Regions from separate parts of the Canis lupus genome. Here region 1 is linked to region 2. A link is a contact called in public Hi-C data. All regions are on one chromosome and are shown on one strand. The core of a region is the stretch at or near the end of the contact, and the rest is flanking DNA. Distances in the headings are between cores, read along the strand shown.

Region 1 (6,265 bases), core at 1,250-3,749, 56 kb after region 2:
TTTTTTTTTAAGATTTTATTTATTTATTCATGAGAGACAGAGAGAGAGAGGCAGAGACATAGGCAGAGAGAGAGGCAGGCTCCATGCAGGGAGCCCAATGTGGGACTCCATCCCAGAACTCCAGGATCTGCCCTGAGCCGAAATCAGACACTTAACTGCTGAGCCATCCAGGGATCCCCCCAATGCCAGCTTTCCAAATTGCTTTTAACTGTTTGTTTGTTTGGTCTTGATAATTACAGAGTCAAAAAACTATGGTAATCTTTTTCATCTTTAAGATTTAACCGTTAGAGGTTATTGTCCATTAGAGGACAATAAATATTTGTGTTTTTTTTTTTTTTTAATATGTGGCATTTTGATGTTGTTGTTGCTGTTTTTTTTTTTTTTTTCCTTTTTCCTGGTGGTTGTGGTGGTAAGCTTCAAGCCCCTATTGTACAATTTATTAGCTCTTTTTTTTCTTTTAATCTTGGTCATATTTTGTTGTTGCTTTAAGTAAATATTGCTTCCTTTTTGTTATAGGAAGAGGACACTTACTTTTACTGTCACCAAGATATAAGTTCTGAAATGGAATCCAGCGGGAATCCCTCCCAGTTTAAGAGGTTTATTATTTATTTACTTATTCAAAAGGTTTGCCTGTAACTTTGGAGATTTGTTAAATGCATAGCAGCAACCCATTTGAATTACTCTAACTTGAGATGAGATGTATTTTCCAAAAACAGTTCGCAGTTGTGAACTAGATACATTCATGATGACATTGAGAAAAATACACCTACAGTGTCTATACCAGTAATGAAGAGTTAATTATAGAAGAAGGCAACCTTTCTGTGCTGTTACACATTCTGGCAGAGGAAGGGGAAAAGTTCACTTCCAATGAAGTTAAGAAAAGTTTAATTTCGGACACCTGGGTGGCTCAGTGGTTGAGTGTCTGTCTTTGGCTCAGGTCGAGATAGGGGGGTTCTGGGATCGAGTCCCTCCACATCAGGCACCCTGCTTCTCCCTCTGCCTGTGTCTCTGCCTCTCTCTCTGTGTCTCTCATGAATAAATAAATGAAATCTTTAAAAAAAGAAAAGAGAGGGGTTTTCTTTTACCTTCTATTAAACATTTCACTATTGGAATAATTGACAGGCAAAGAAAACACATGCCCTACGTGATGTCATCTGAGAACTCTCAGGAGAGTTTGACTAATCCAACCCCTCTCCCATCAGTATCTCACATACTTGAAATTCCCAGTCTTTAGATGTCCTCCTTTGGAAGACGGCTTGGAAGCCGCTGAAGGGCCCCTGAAAATGCAAGGACGTCATCCGCGATCATCTGCGATGGGGAACCAACGTGGCCCCGGCAGACAGACACTGCCCAGCTGCCTCCCGGGGGCCTGGTCCGCCCGGGCCGAGGCCAGGACGCCGCGGGCTCCCCCCGTCCCCCCTGGTCTCGGGAGGGCGTCCCGAGCGGGAGCGGCCGCACAAAGGGAGGTCCCGCGGCGGGTGTGGGCCGCCGGCTCGCCCGGGCACCTCGACCCTTGCAGACCCCGCCTCTCCACCCCGGGGCAGGGCGGCCGCCGCGCAAGGCTGGGGCCAAGCGATCCACGTTCATTCTATTTTATTTTATTATTTATTTTATTTTATCTATTTTATTTTATTTTATTTTTTTATTATTTTATTTTATTTTATTTATTTTATTTTATTTATTTTATTTTATTTATTTTATTTTTTATTTTATTTTATTTTATTTATTTTATTTTATTTTTTTATTATTTTATTTTATTTTATTTTATTTATTTTATTTATTTTATTTATTTTATTTATTTTATTTTATATTTTATTTTATTTTATTTTATTTTATTTTAGCATCAAGCACGTGGGGGCTGTGGCCAAGTCGGGGTAAAACCTGCAATGTCTTTTTTGGTCTTTGGTTCAGCCAGTTTATTTATTATTTATTTCTTTATTTATTTAGAATATTTTATTAATTTGTTCATGACAGACACACACCGCGAGGCAGAGACACAGGCAGAGGGAGAAGCAGGCTCCCTGTGGGGAACCCGACAGAGGACTCCAGGATCACGCCGTGGGCTAAAGGCGGATGCTCAACCACTGGGCCACCCAGGTGCCCCGGTTCAGCCAGTTTAAATCCCACGCCATCTTTGGGCGGTGGGCTAGTCCGTGTGACACATTCATTCTCCTTTTGCCTTAGAAATGCAACCCAGGCTGCGGCCCCTGGGGGCGGGGAGCGAGGACTGGGGCGAACCCCGAAGTGGGCGCACAGGTCGTAGCCCGCGCTCCCGGCCTCCGCCGGGCTCCGGCCGCAGCCCCGCCCCCGCCTCCGCCTCCCCGCGCTTTCCGCCCCAGCCCGTCGGGTCCTCGCGGAAACGCCCGCGCGCCCCCGGCGGGGGGAAGGGGCGCCCAGCCCCGGCCGGCACGTCCGGAGCGTCGGGGGGCGGGGCCTCGGGCGGCGGCGTCATCAGGCCCCGCCCACGCCGCCCTGCTATCTCCCGCGCTGCCCGCCATTTTGTCTCCAGTGTCTGGTTTGCGGTCGGCGGTGTCGGAGGCAGTGTCTCGGTCCGTAGGCTTGAGGCAGGGACCGGCGTCTATTGTCTGTGTTTGACTCCATAGTTTGGTCCCGGGCCTTCCGGAGCTGTCCCGGGGCAGTCGGCAGAGGCTGCCGCCACCGCCCCCGCCCCGCCCCTCCGTCCCCGGTCCGGGAGGGACCGAGCCCGCGTCACGCCCCTCAGCGCTCACCGGTCCCTTCTCTGTCGTTGCGTCCGCATCGCGCCCCCGGAATCAGACGGTGCCCCATAGATGGCCAGCTTTCCCCCGAGGGTCAACGAGAAAGAGATCGGTGAGGAATGGGACGGTGGGTGGGGGCTGCTGGGGAGCGGGGAGTCCCCGGAGGAGGAAGCGACTGAGTCTGAACGGTGGGGGGTGAGCCGGGGCCGAGCGCTGGAGCCAGGAGGAAGGAAGCGGGTGCCGCCGAGGGGTACGTGGGCAGCGCTGATGCGGCGCCTGCCGGGCGCCTGGCTCGGCGGCAGGCAAGCGGCGGATCCTCGGGTCCGGGGAGCCCGGGGAGCCCGGGGAGCCCGGCTTTCTCTAAGCAGGTCCGCACACCGCCAGGGTCCTGGGGTCCTCCGGGCCCCACGTCTGGGGCGTCCAGTGGGTAGGCGAGTGCCGGCCAAGTCTCGGGGACTCTAATCTCACGACGGGGAGGCGAACTTTGTTCCGAGGGTGCTCGAAGGGGAGGGGTCCTCGTGCACCTCGGCCGGAGGGGCGCCGGCAGCCTGAGGGAAGCGGTGTTCTGGAGAACGGTATGGCGTTCAGAACGGCCGGGGTTCAGGGGAGGAGACTCGGTATCTCGCCTACACAGAGGAGCGGGGAGGAGCGGAGCGGCTGGGTGGAGCGACGGAGGGCAGCGGTGGTATGAGAGCGCACTGTGGAAAGGCCTCTGGAAAGCGGCGGGACCGCCTCCGTGGCTCCGTGAGAGCGCCCCGCGTTTCGCCCCACGTTTGAATTCTGCCTTGACGGTGGAATCCGTGGGACGACTTTGGGGGGGGGGGGTTGGTGCTGTGCGTTGATGGAGAGGCTGAGTCGACATTGGACTTACCAAGTCATGTTACGCTTCTTAAATATGTACGGTTTTCATTTAAAAAATTAAAATAGAAAAAAAAAACAAAATAAAAATTAGTAAAATAGGGTCGCCTGGGTGGCTCAGCGGATGAGCGTCTGCCTTTGGCTCAGGGAGTGATCCCAGGATCCAGGATCGAGTCCCACGTCGGGCTCCTTGCGTGGGGCCTGCTTCTCCCTCTGGCTGTGTCTCTGCGCCTCCCTCTCTCTCTCTCTCTCTCTCTCTCTAATAAATAAACAAAATCTTAAAAAAAAAAAAAGGATTTAGCAGGCCCCTTCTCCAGAAAAAAAAAAAAAAAAAAAAAACACACACAACAAATCCAACACTGAATTTACTGTGTTAATTAAATGAAAATTGTTGGTGGCTCCAGAGCAGAACCTTTGCATTTTCCTGTTCTTCGGCTAAATGTATGCCTTTAAATATGTGGAGGAGGTATTTCTAGAGAGAGGGAAAAGCTGAAGTATCCAAAAGGCCCTCTATCCTATATGCGGGTTGAGTTTTTATATCTAGAGACAGTAATTTTAGAATTCTGACTTTTGGGGGACCTGGGTGGCTCAGCGGTTGAGCGTCTCCTTTCAGCTCAGGTCGTGATCCCAGCCTGGGTGCTGGGATCAGGTCCCACGTCAGGCTCCCTACGTGGAGCCTGCTTCTCCCTCTGCCTGTGTCTCTGCCTCTCTCTCTCTGCCTCTCATGAATAAAAAAAAAAAAAAAAAAAAAAAAGGAATTCTGAACTTTTGTTTTCTGAAGGATAAGGATGAATGACAGGTTAGGAGGGGACTTTAACCCTGGTCTTAATAACTATAAAACAAAATTCATGCCCAATTTTTATTATAGCTATTTAAAGACTTTAAGTCCTACTAAAGTGGAACGTAGAACTCAGAAGTTCTTAATCTTAGTCCAGTGGGCTTTTTTTCTCCCTCTGCTGCACAATAATATCACAGATAAGTGATCTGCCTTTCATTTATCTGTTTTACTTGATCTTGATGAACTATTTTGAAAACTTTCCAGTCCTGTCTTTTAAGGGCTGGATAGTTTCTGAGCATACCTGCATGAGGTAGAAGAACCATCCACTAAGTAGCCTTTTCAATTGAAAATTTTTGCATAGTAGATCTCTGTGTTATTTGCTGGCTATAGTATAAAATTTCTAGCCAAGTCCCACATATCTAAAAGAACTTTGGCCTTTCTTAAGCTTTAAAAAAAAAAAAAGAGTTTCTTTGTTTCTTTTTTCTTTGGAAGTACCATTTGGATACAGAGTTAAACAGTAATATCTTTGTAGCTTTTTATCTTTCAGTGAGGACTTAAGTTTTCCCCTTTTTTCTCGGTATTAATTATAGCTCTTTGGTTTCTCAAGTACTGAAAGAGGAGAGGCAAGATTCCTAGAATGATTAAAGGAGTCCTGTGTGACAGGGAGTACTGCCTGAGGCTGCTGCCCTCTTTCACAAGGCACTACGGAAGATCCTCCCTTTCTGGTTATGAAATTGCAGAGAGGAATGTGAAGAAGTAGCTAAATCTGGTTCACTTGGTTCAGCAGTGACTCGGTGTGTTACTACTGTACAGATAATGTAGTGTTAAATTTTATGGCTGAGTTCCCATGGCAGGCAGCTTTCCCCTTATTAAAAAGTCATTTAAAAAATAAAAAAATAAAATGTCATTAAATCATATATTTCTTAGGATACTAACATTAAACAGCTGCAGATAATAAAGGTGTAACAATTTTTTTTTTCAAAGCACTTCATTATAACCCTGTGCTACTGATAATATTGTACCAGTAAGTATCTAAAGGAGTGCTTGGATCATTTGATGCAAAAATCATTTGAAAAAAAATCACTTGCTATGACTGTACAAGCAAGGAAACACAAAGCTAATTATTAATACAATACTTTGACAGTATAGCATCTATTTATTTGGTAGTTTCAAAATAATGACCTTGAATTTCTATATATTTAAGAATGAATCAGCTTATTATTTCATGGTTTTTGTTATTTGAACCAGTGTTCTAGTTACTTTCCAACCTTTATACAGAGGAGTTTTGTGATTGTGGTCACGCTAAAAGAAAAATAGAATGATCCTAAAATACAGACTAAAAAGAGTCTTTTGTGGGAAAGTTTATGCTTGCTAAAGGAGTGATGAGTTCTAGTCTAATTAGCCAGATGTTTTTGAAGTTGAATGCAAGGGCTAGTCCTCTGTTTTTTTGACACAAAGTTTATATGAATATACTCATCAAGTTTAGCTAGGGGCTTTCTCTTTAAGATAATGCTTGGATTTTTCAGTTGAAAAGATTTTTTTTCCCAGTTGAATTTCATTTTATTTTTATTTTTTTTCCCAGTTGAATTTTAAAACTTGCTTCTCTGACTTGTGAACTTTGCTTTTTTTCTCTTAGAATTTATGGATTTTAAAAGATAGGTAAGGGGGATCCCTGGGTGGTTCAGGGATTTAGCGCCTGCCTTTGGCAGGGCGTGATCCTGGAGTCCTAGGATCGAGTCCCGCATCAGGCTCCCTGCATGGATCCTGCTTCTCCCTCTGCCTGTGTCTCTGCCTCTCTGTGTGTGTCTCTCATGAATAAATAAATACAATCTTTAAAAAAATAAAATAAAAGGTATGATTAAACAGAAACCCAAATTATTAAAAAAAAAAAAAAGATTTAGGCAGGAGTTGC
Region 2 (6,390 bases), core at 838-3,337:
AAAAAGATTGACTCCCCAAAAGCTCAAATAGTAATAAAGTATTTTTAATTAAGAAAAAAAAAATAGTTTCATGGTAGTCCCTATTCTCCATGTTACTTATCTGATTTTTACAGGTAGGTCAGTCATAAAAGCAGGTATTTTTCCTAAAAGATTAAAGCAGAGATGCATTGCCTGCTTGGGGCTTACTTGTCAGATTGTAAAGCATCTTTCAACTGGTTAATGCTTCGTGAGTGAAGGTAACTTGCCTGAAGAGCTAGGGACAGTTTTATACTTAGAGTGTGAACAGTCAACTTGCTACAGAAAATTTACGTCATCAAAAACTCTCTTTATAACAAAAGACTTCTACGCCCTACCTAATGACCTATTTATCTTGATAATTATTTACCTAGGCAAACTTCTTTTTTTATTTTTTCTTTTCCCCAGCTTTATTGAGATAGAATTGACATGTAACATTGTGAATGTGTAAGACCTCTAAGTTAAAGAACTGATACATGTATATGTGACATGATTATCACAATGAGGTTAGTTAACACATCCAGGACCCCACAGAGTCTAAAACTTGAAAAACTTTGGTCACAGTGGGGTTTAACCAATATTTCTCTCTCCTGGTTTCATCAGAAGAATTATTTGGGAAATACACATCACAGAGATAGAGGCTGCTCATATTTTAATATGATAAGCATTTTTAAAAAGATTTTATTTATTTATTCACGAGAGACACACAGAGAGGCAGAGACATAGGAAGAGAGAGGAGAAGCAGGCTCCATGCTGGGAGTCCTATGCGGGGACCGGGGATCCTGGGATCACGCCCTGAGCCAAAGGCAGACGCTCAACCACTGAGCCACCCAGGTGCCTCTTCAATTTCTTTACCTACAAAATGAAGATAATGATAAAGACTCATAAGGTTGTTATGAGGATGAAACGAGATAATACACAAGAAAAATGTAGCCAAGCATACAAACAAATGCCCCATCACAAATGATCGATAGGAGCAATTGTTGTCCTGTGTTATTTGGGAGGAGTCAGTGCTTTTAGAAAAAACAAATGCAGTAGAAAAGTACCACACCTTCATCCTGACTCTCTCTGACTAGATTTGATGTCCCTCTTACGTGCCTCATTCTTCACAGCGGAGAGGCCCCAACCTGGCCGCCTACCCTGCTGCTTGGTGCCACCATCCCTGTCTCAGGCAGTTCGCAGGTGTGGCCGAGGTGGCTAGATGTCCAATGCCCATGACACCCCTGGCCAGCTCAGCAGCAGCAATTGGAGACCTTGCCTTCCTGTGGAGCAGGATGTCAGTGGCCTTTTCCTCCTTCCAAACCTCCCCGGCAAAGCCAAGGCTGAGGTAAACTGTTCCTCCCAGCACTCCACCCAGGGCCTCTGGGCCTTTATTTTTTTATCCAATAGAGCACTTAGTTTTTCTTTTATACAGCACTCTATTAGCTGATTGTCATTACTGTTTTTTCCTCTGCTATGACTAACTCTTCCAGGCAAGGCCTATACCCCATGCGTCCCTATCACAGACCCATGGCCCAGCCAGGGAGGATAGGCTGTGTCATGAGAAGAGCCCAAAGCATGGGGACCAGTAAGAGCAGGGAGGCCCCTGTATGTCCTGCAGGATAAAGAAACTGTGTCATGCTCTGCTTCTATGCTAAGGGGTATAAGCAGTGCAGCAAGCAGGGGCAGACCAGGGTATGGGGCTCCTCAAAAGCCAGAAGGGGGACTGTGAGAAGGCATGGATGAACAGGACACTCCAGATTGGATATGGCATGTACTGCTGGCAGGACAGGGGTTGAGCAGGGCTGGGCAGACCAGGACCTGCTACATTCTGCCCACATTCCAGAGGCCATTCCGAGGACCCAGGCCAGTTGCTGAGGGACCTCGCAATGACCCATGTGCAAAACTAAAAATTGCAAGCAAGATGGCCATTTCCTTATGTTGCTTTATTCCTTCCCTCTGACCATAGCTCAGAACTCCCTGGAAAGGGTTTAAATTCTTAGGGTTTCTGTTTACTCAAATAAAAAGAAAGTGGAAGGAAGTGTTGATTCAAAGAGAAACTTTCTGCTTCCGTCTGAAAATGACTAGATCCCAATTCTGATTCTGGTGATGGTCTTGCCTACACCCAGCCAAGCTCTTTGCTCTTCTGCCCTCCTGTATGGAGTACTGGAGTAAAGATGGCCAGCCCCCATCTTGAGGGATGGGGGAGGCAGTGAGTATAACTTGTGATTTCTGGTAACTGTTGCCCACATACTCCAAATAGCACAGAAGGCAGGTTATTGCCAATATATTTTAAGATGTTTCTATACAACCAAAAAAGAAAAAAGAAAAAACACTTCACACACAGTAGGAGAGCTACTACCAAAAAAGAAAGAAGAAATAAAGAGGGCACCCCCGGTGGCTCACTGGTTTAGTGCCGCCTTGAGCCCCGGCGTGATCCTGGAGACCTGGGATCGAGTCCCAGATGGGGTTCCCTGCGTGGAGCCTGCTTCTCCCTCTGCCTGTGTCTCTGCCTCTCTCTCTCTCTCTCTCTGTCTCTCATTAGTAAATGAGTAAAATCTTTTTGAAAGAAATCTTCAGCAGAAAGAAACAAAGAAAGAAAGAAAAAGAAAGAAAGAAAGAAAGAAAGAAAGAAGAAAGAAAGAAAGAAAGAAAGAAAGAAAGAAAGAAAGAAAGAAAGAAAGAAAGAAAGAAAGAAAGAAGAAAGAAACAAAGAAAGAAAGGTGAAATAACAAGAGTTGGCAAGAATGTGGAGAAATTGGAGCACGGTTGGTGGGAATGTAAAATGGTGCAGCTGCTATGGAAAAGTATACGAAGGTTCCTCAAAAAAATTAAAAATAGAAGTGCCCTGTGACCCAGCAATTCCACTTGGCAGTATGAACCCAAAAGAGTTGAAAGCAGAAACTTGAAGAGATACTTGTTCACCCGTGTTCATAGCAGTTATTCAAAGAGCCAAAAGGCAGAGGCAATCCCACTGCCCATCTTTGGTTAAATGGATAAACACAACCTTCTGTGTACATACACTGGCATTGTATTCAGTCTTAAAAAGGAGGGATATTCGGTCAAATGCCACAATGTGCATGAACCTCGAGGACAGCATGCTAAGTGAAAGAAGCCTGTCATAAAAAGACAAATATCACGGGCTTCCCTTTATTCATAGAGACAGAAAGAATGGTGGTTGGCTAGGGGCCCGGGGAGGGGGATGTGGGGTTAGTGGGTGATGGACACAGAGTTTCAGTTTTACAAAATGAAAGAAGTTGAGGGGATAAAAGGTATGGATGGTTGCACACTAGTGAGCCAAGGTACTTAGCACCAGTGACCTGCACACTTCAACACAGTTAAGATGGTAAATTGTACATTTCGTATATTTTTCCACAATTAAAAAAAAAAAAAAGGAAAAAAAGAACAAAATCTAGCATGTGTTGTTGGAAAACCTCTCTGGGAAAGCGGTGATACTAAATATTGAACATGTATTCAGGCACTTATAATAACCTCAGTAATAGTCACCACTTATTTAAGAAAGTCTGTAGAGGGGCACCTGGGGGGTTCAGCGGTTGAACATCTGCCTTTGGCTCAGATCGTGATCCCGGGTCCAGGGATCGAGTCCCGCGTCGGGCTCCCTGCATGGAGCCTGCTTCTCCCTCTGCCTGTGTCTCTGCCTGTCTCTGTGTGTGTCTCTCATGAATAAATAAAATGTTAAAAAAAAGAAAGAAAGAAAGTTTGTAGGGCACCGTAAGTACAATAACACTGTTTCTCCCACTTTTATAGACCAGGAGAATGAGCAGTAGGAAGATTAAGCGATTTGCCCAAATGTTGACAGCTGGTTAACAGTTGGTCCCAGGGGTGCATGACTGCAAAGCTGATACACTTACATTTCTTCTCGGTCTCTTTTCTTACGAAGAATTCCCCGCTTTGCTCACCCCGTTCACAGCACTGGCGGCCTTGCAGGCCGTCTGGCAGTCCTGCTTCAGGACCTTTGCAGGTGCTGCCCTTCCATCAATTCTCTGCCTACCTGTCACCTTATCATTAAGGCCTTCCCCCCAAAATGAGACAGTTTACCTCTTCTTCATCCTCCTGGTTCCTCTCTAACCCTGACTGGTTTGATTGTTCTTTGCCTGTCTCCTCCACGAGGACAGAGTCCTCCCTGAAGTCAGAGGTGCTTGCTTTCTCCATGGCTGTATCTTCTCTATCAATGAGTGAGCGAATGAATGAATGGCTATTGGGACTAGTATGACTGACGGGCAGAGCAGCAGTGGTCTAGATGTCAAGATTTGAGGGAAAGCCCTCATTGTTTCACCACTGATGTAACTTCCAGCAGCGCCCAGTTCTAGAAGCACGGTTTGATAGCCAAGAATGATACCACCCGCCCTGCCTCCCTCTTCTCCATTCCACTCTTTATCAGAAGATTGGCTTACTCCTCCCCTGAACCTCCTCCACCCCTAAGAACTCCCCTTTGGACCATCCTGCCCACTGTCTGGATCACAGGTTCTAAAGGCTAGTCTAAGTAGGGATGGGAGTGAGAGCAGGACAGTTGCTGGCTGGTGTAAGAATCTGGGGTGGAGGTGGGGGGCCATCTATAAACACTCCCAGTTTCTTTCTTTTTTTTTTTTATATATTTTATTTATTTATTCACGAGAGACAGAGAGAGAGAGAGGCAGAGACACAGACAGAGGGAGAAGCAGGCTCCACACAGGAAGCCTGATGTGGGACTCGATCCTGGGACCCTGGGATCACTACCTGAGCTGAAGGCAGACGCTCAACCGCTGAGCCACCCAGGCGTCCTACACTCCCAGTTTCATCCCTGAAATCCCACCATGACCTCTTCCCTCTGACTAGTTCATCTGAGCAGGAATAAACTTCCTTTTGATCTATCAGCTTGAGCTTTTCAGAATGTGGCTCAAACCTGTGGTTGCCTACGCGCCCTTCCTGCGGCCATCCTATTCCCGGTCCAGTGCCCCAGCTTGTGGGGCCCCAGGGCAGTCACAGCCCCCTCCAGGGTCATCACGTCTTCACCTGGCTCTACCTACTCCAATCTGGAAGATTCTTTTCTGTGGGGCGGAGGGGCAAGAGGCTAGCGCAGCCTCTGGCAGAGAGCAGGAAGCTGGGGTTTGCAGAGGGACTGGCTGAGCAGCAGGGGAATAGGGGAAGCTCTGAGGGGTGGGAGAGCACTGCTGGGAGCTCAGACTCCAGTGTGACCTCATCTTTCCTCCACTTCCCTCTGGCCCCCTGGGAAGGACAGGGGCCCTGCTGGGCTGGCTCCAAGAAAAGCCAGAAATGGAGGAGGTGCAGCCTCTGTCACACCCAGAAAGAATCTAGAGAACTCTGTGGCTATTTCCCCAGGTTTGGGTTTTACTGCCCAAAACTGGTCCTCCTTCATTCCTCACCCCAGGAAGCTGACAGGTTAGCAGTGCCCTGTGACCATCCCTCAGCAAGCAGCTTCCCACTTGCTGGACTTCCCTTCTGCTTCTGTGGTCAGCGTGGGTCCCCTGTGGGCAGCTTTGGCCAGCACCTCTACCCCATGGACCCCTCCGGTGGAGACAGGAGCTGACTGTCCCAACCTTGCAGCATCCCATCAAGGTTTCAGTTAGGTAGATCTGGGGCCACCCTGACATCTATTTCCAAAGCTCCCCAGATGATTCATCAATAGCTGATGAAAACCAAACTCATAGGATGCATAAATAAACTGCTGACAACACACATGCACACAAGAAAACCAAACTTGCGAGCATCAGGCCCTTTCCAGCCCATGAGTTTGCTCCCTGTGCTTCCTGTGGTTGACTCTGCCTGAAATGCTGCTAAGGCTGGGCCTTCAGCCTGGGAAGCCCTTTCCCGCCCCTGATGGAGGTAGGCGTGTCCTCTTCTGCCCCAACAGAGTTCCGTGTATTTCCTACTCGGAACCTGTGTAGACACTGTAGGTTGGACCTAGTACCCTTCCAACCTTGTCTTGGCTTGGTTCTCTACTCTGTTGAAAACATGCCTTCTCATCTCTCTTGCGGCTGGGGGTGATGGGGTATACCTTTGGCCAATGTTGAATAAGCACCAGCCCACTATGGATTTCTGGAAAGCCTTAGTTAGCTTTCTCCACCCTGAGGCTGCCACCTTTCTTCTTCCTACATGGCTGCAATGGCTGGAATTGCCATCTTGGCACTTAGAGGGAAAGGCAAAAGGAATTAAAGCCCCCCACCTGTGCACATTAAAAAACAAACAAACAAACAAACAAACAAACAAACAAACAAACTAGAGAGGTGAGGTGACTCACCTCAGGTCACTGGGATAGCTTTGACAAAATGAAATCTAAAGCACATGGTTTTGGGCACCTGGGTGGCTCAGTGGTTGAGTGTCTGCCTTTGGCTCAGGTCACAGTCTTGGGGTCCTGGGATAGAGTCCTGCATTGGG

The links. A called contact is a pair of places that touch in the nucleus more often than the background predicts.
Region 1: a contact with region 2 is called in a Hi-C map of blood, with 2.5 times the contacts expected there. The contact joins the promoter of WSB1 here to the enhancer-like site in region 2. A contact is called at or near these places in 2 of 9 Hi-C or Micro-C datasets (amygdala and blood).

Annotation. Positions count from the first base shown.
Region 1 is chr9:41,837,740-41,844,004 of UU_Cfam_GSD_1.0, forward strand. It overlaps WSB1 (WD repeat and SOCS box-containing protein 1), which reads left to right and starts at 2,500. Exons shown (of 8, transcript XM_038548210.1): 1 at 2,500-2,829. The coding sequence starts at 2,790. It overlaps LOC111097438 (a long non-coding RNA gene), which reads right to left and starts at 1,629. Exons shown (of 3, transcript XR_005364068.1): 1 at 1,215-1,629.
Region 2 is chr9:41,781,999-41,788,388 of UU_Cfam_GSD_1.0, forward strand. No RefSeq gene overlaps it. Among named protein-coding and RNA genes, the nearest start is that of WSB1, 55 kb to the right of the region's middle. Within about 2 kb of position 2,088, at least 4 of the 20 cell types and tissues checked have an H3K27ac peak or open chromatin away from gene starts, as enhancers often do. A contact at or near this core is called in blood, where this site is marked.